2 separate regions of the Danio rerio genome follow, and region 2 is linked to region 1. Evidence: chromatin contacts called from public HiChIP or PLAC-seq data. All regions are on one chromosome and are shown on one strand. The core of a region is the stretch at or near the end of the contact, and the rest is flanking DNA. Distances in the headings are between cores, read along the strand shown. Region 1 holds the start of enc3 (ectodermal-neural cortex 3). Region 2 holds the start of insrb (insulin receptor b).

Evidence for each region. HiChIP or PLAC-seq counts read pairs in DNA pulled down with a chosen protein or histone mark.
Region 2: an H3K4me3 HiChIP or PLAC-seq map of gastrula embryo shows a contact between it and region 1, with 2.9 times the contacts expected there. The contact joins the promoter of insrb here to the promoter of enc3 in region 1. A contact is called at or near these places in 2 of 4 datasets of contacts at active chromatin or transcription factors (embryo and gastrula embryo).

The regions. Positions count from the first base shown.
Region 1 is chr22:10,430,773-10,433,349 of GRCz12tu, forward strand. It overlaps enc3 (ectodermal-neural cortex 3), which reads left to right and starts at 1,274. Exons shown (of 3, transcript NM_001001402.2): 1 at 1,274-1,401.
Region 2 is chr22:10,703,377-10,705,953 of GRCz12tu, forward strand. It overlaps insrb (insulin receptor b), which reads right to left and starts at 1,273. Exons shown (of 21, transcript NM_001123229.1): 1 at 1,195-1,273. The coding sequence starts at 1,273.

The sequences.
Region 1 (2,577 bases), core at 24-2,523:
GGTTCTTGAAGTGGGTTTCTAAAAAAACTTTGTGAATAAACAATGATATCTGTACTTGGCATAAAAATAAAGGAAAAAAAAAAAGGAATCAATGTGCCAAAAACATAATTAACCTTCAACACATTTACAGCAATACAAACACTGTATGTTTTAAGTGCTTGTTTTTCCTCTGTTTTTATATGTCAAAAAAACACACCTATACTGAACAAATGACATAAAACAATAACATGGTTACAACCAGTGGTGTAAAGTAACAAATTACAAATACTCAAACTACTGTAACAGGGATTGTCATTTACTAAGTAGCTTAAACAATGTTGATTTTTACTTTCCCTTGAGTAAATTTTTAGTGCTGTATTACATTTTGTTTGGAGATGAAAATCGGGTTGACATCAGAACCCGACGTCAATGTCCAACGCCCAACCTAAAATCAACCAAATATTAATGTCAAATGATGTTACAGCTTGATGTTGTGTGGATGTTATCACTATGACATCTATTAGACGTTGAATTTTGGTTATCATGACAAATAAATGTTAGCATTTGATGTCAACATGACGTTGGTTTAAGATGTTGGTTCGACATTGGATTTAGATAACTTTAGTTAAACAAAATCAACCAAATATCAACATCATTTGACGTCGTTATTGAACATAAAAAAAAAAAGTTGTGCATAGATGCTGGCTGGACATTAAATTTCGGTCACCTGACATCACAACCTAAATCTAACCTAATATTAAAGTCTTAATACATTGTGTGCCCGAGGGGCAATAACTAAATAAAATTGCACTACAGAATGTTACGTTCACACACATCCACAAATTACATGTAAATGCATCAGCTTTTTACAGCGTAATACTCACTTCTCCCTACTCATGAGTCCTTTAAAAGGGCTACTTTGAGAAATATTTACAACAGATACTTTTCCTCTTGCACTACACTTTTAGGCAAGTAATGGTACTATAACTAAAGCATGATTTTTCAGGACTCTTTCCTCCACTGGTTGTAACTGACATAATACATACCCAAGAAACTTTTTTATCAGTGAACGGCCTTATATAATTCAAACATGACATGCTCGAGCATCCTCCATCCACATGTTCACCCATTCTCCGAAACACTTGAGATGATTACTAATAAAACGTGTCCTAAGATCACCTCCTCCGCCAGGATTGGACATTTAACACGAGGGAAGAGGAGGAGCGACTGAGAGGCACACTACACACTCGCACACAGCTCAAATCACGGTAGTAAAGCTCCTCAGCGTGTAACAGGCGGATCTCAGACAGTTTAGACGAGAATTGTTACTAGTGAAGCCCTTCAGCGGGACATCCTGAAGTTACACGCGTCTCCAAAAGTCGAATGAATACCGTTCAAGTCCGCGCGTGGAAAAGAAATAAGGTAAAGTCACAGGCTACCACTCTTTTTGAACACATGGTTAGACATACATGTATACAACAAACAGACGTACGGTCTACATTGAACTGCTTTGTAGCAAAATATTGATGTCAAGCACATTCATGCTAAGTTGACTATGTAAAATAGACTATGTTAAGTTTTAAGCGCAGGAAATGCACGTCGGAAATAGCTCGCTACTACAAAACTGACTGACTTTTAATGAATATTTCATCATGACAGGACTTGTAGAAATAAATTTAGTAGCCTAACTGCGGTGTTTTATGAGGTTATTGTAAATTTTAATTGAGGTGACAAACTTAATGTTGTGTTGGCTGTTAAAATCCTTTTTAAAGATTGGCTTGGTTGGGTTTTTAAAATGAAACTATTGTCTAGTTTACTCATTATGTGTAAAACACTTTAAATATGTCAGAAAACTATAAATGATCATCACAAATAATAACTTTATATATATTATAATAAAAGTGTAATAACCATGGTGTTTTGGCAGATTTATTTACATTTGTATAACCACAGTTTTACTACTACAAAAAAACAAGGTTTTACTATAGTTGGTTTTATTTGTAATTAAACCATGGTTAAAAATCCTAAATCAAACAAAAAGTGCTCAGGGGTAGCTTAAATAATGTGTCGGTGCTCTTTGGGTAGGGCATTTATCAGAATAAACAGCAAAAATCAATCCAAGGCATTTGAAAAATGTTGAAAAAAATATTTAAAAAAGCATTTATTGAAGTGGCTATTACTTGAACAATAGTTAATTTTCATACTATAGCTGTCATATTAATTCTCTGTCAGACTTTGCTGTATTATGTTTTGCATAACTCAAATGATGAACTGATAACCAAGAGCAGTAACTTCATCTGAGATCAAAGGCGGCGGCGATCAATCATTTCCCATGAATCATTTGCCATTGTACTGAAAGACAGAACAATCTCAAGGTAAACGGAACTCTGTAATGCTTTATTGCTGTTTAACAAACGATTATGGGTTTACTGCCGTCCAAGGATAAAGCTGGTTCCAAGTGTAATTGCCCTAACTATGATGTATCCACTGTCTAATTATATGTTGAGGATTTTTAAACACTGCTGAACAATAGGGGTTTCAGAGAAATATCAAATGAACGGTTGAGGAAGATTTAAGAAGTTAAAGGAATATTTCACC
Region 2 (2,577 bases), core at 23-2,522, 270 kb after region 1:
TTGATTTAAATGTACACAAACTACCATTGTCTGTTTTAAATCGAATCCCATCAGTCACAACAATATATCTGAAATTGAGTTTATCCATTTATGAAGCTCTATAAATGTTACTAACTGGTGTTTTAGGGTATTTTACTCAAATATGTAAAAAAATTAAGCATTTTATTAAATATGTGGACTTTTGTAGGACCTGAGCAGTTTAAAATTCTATGTTTTAATCAAAACTCACAGCATTAAAAGTTAAAATGTAACAAATAAGTTCCAAAACTGAAATTTCAATACTGGATACATAAATATATCCATGTTATGGTGTAAAACAAGTTTAGTAATTTTGATAATGGTTGCATTTGTTTTCTTTTTTGTCAATTACTTCAAGTTAGTTCGAGTTAATAACAACACACAATTTTGGATATTTTCATATCTAGGAAGAAAATTGGGATTGAATATGCTTAGTCTATCATTTGTGATCATTATTATGCTATTAAAACGAATAAAGTCATTCAAATTATCACCAAAACACGAATCATATCGATCTAAACCTTATTAAGCATTACAAACACATCTGAATGTATCTGATAAATAAAATATATGAATCCCCTTCCTTCCGTCGGGAGTTATTAATTGATATCTCTGAATATGTCGACAGAAAGAAGCTCAATGTAGGCTAATCCTGCTCTAATGGGATCTGGGAATCTTCTTAGGGCCTCAACTTGTTTACACGCTTCCAAATCGAACGTGAAGAACGTGCGTGTGCGCGTCTGGAATCCAGTCGTGCGCGCGCTCGCGAATCCCGCCGAGTCCAGTCACGAGCGCTAATCTAGCCTTCGGGCTGACGCACAGAACGCCAGGCCTAAAGGAACGGCCCATTTTCAGAAGGAGCGGGGGGAGGATGAATGAAAACGCACTTTTAACTACAAATAATTAGATATCACATTCTCATAATGGTAGTAATCGCACTTTTTTGTAATTTACAGTTCATAACAATGATTTAGAATTACTCAATTTAAGCATTAAAGCCATGTTTAAATGATAACATTTCTCCGACATCCCTTTCAACACATGTCGGAGCAGCCGAAGTCTACATGGAGTGAATTCCACAAGTCCCCTCAATTGTAAACTACAACACGCACACATTGAGGAACAACACATCCATAATTCGCGCATTAAAGAGCGTTATAGACAGGCATTACTCACTTTCTCCATGTAGTGATCCGCAGAGGCACAAGATGTAGGCGAAAGTGACCAAAACAACCACAGATGTGTCCAGCCGCATTCTGCCTCGCGACACGTTTTGGTTTCCTTGGAAAATTAAATCCACCTCTGGTGTGTCCGAAAATCAAAAATTAAAAGGAAAATAAGGTTGTTTGTCTTGTATCAAAAACAACAACAAAAAAGTTAAATCAGACCCCCCAAGAAGGGGACCCGGGGGTCCAGCGTGCTTCAGATAAAGATAATGTTCAACTGAAGTAGTTGTTGCCTAACATTACACAGCAGGGGTGAAATGAGTGTTAAATAACATGATCCTGCACCCTTGAGAAAAATAAACGACTGAAAATCATTTTGAGCGATTTTTCGGATGCATCCTGGCTTTTAGTGGAGCAAGCATGAAAAACGTCCATGCATCTCTTCCATGGAATCAATCCCACACTTCTAGGAATGAGGTACCCTTAAGGGTACAGTACATTGCAACTTTTTCATAACCCCTGCTTTAGTTTGCTACAGCAATATCAGCAAAAAGGTAGACAAGGTTGTATTTAAAACAAAGAAAAAATACGTCCACGTTTTACACACAAAAAAATCGCTTCTCAATTGTCAAAAAAGCCAACAATGTCTCCGAGGGCACAAGCAAAAATTATAATATTAAAATAAAAAATATAATCGTTATTCCACAGGTCGTTTCATGCACTGCCAAATGTCCCCGTCAAAAAATGGGCATCTCCTCATCCACATAAACACATGCTGCACACACACCACAATGGTTTCTGTAGCGATTCTGCTGTCAGAAATAAACCAGCGTCCTCTAAAATTAAATATCCACACTCCTTTGCGTATCTTCACAACGCTGAGAGGAGAATAAAAGCAGAGATGTTCTGCTGAAGCCTTTGCTTCCAGCACAATGATCCCGAAGTGTGTGTGTGTATGTGTGTGCGTGCGTGTGTGCGCGTCACGGTCGCGTCGCGTTTTAATCTTCCACGTTCATCAACAGAGCGGCGTCCAGCGCGTGTTCGGCCTGCCCGTTAAACCGCTCGGTTCCGTCGACGAGAGCCCGGTGCGCGGTCTGGCTGAGCTCATCGGCGTGGGAATGGGCTGAAAGTGGGCAAAAGTTGTCTCGTGTTGTCGGCGGTGTGGTTTTCCCCCTCTCGTCTCTCCCTGTGTGCCTCCACCAGTAAACAAGTACTGCCAGTCAGCTGGGCAGAGCGGCGGCGGCGGCGCGCAAGACCCGGAGCGGAGCCAAACAGACCAGGAGACGGAATGGAGTCTGTTACATCCGCGGGGAGGGAAAACCGCAATACAGCAGGAACATATAATTTTTTTGTGCAATAATATGTTGATTGTAGCAAGGTTTTATATACACAA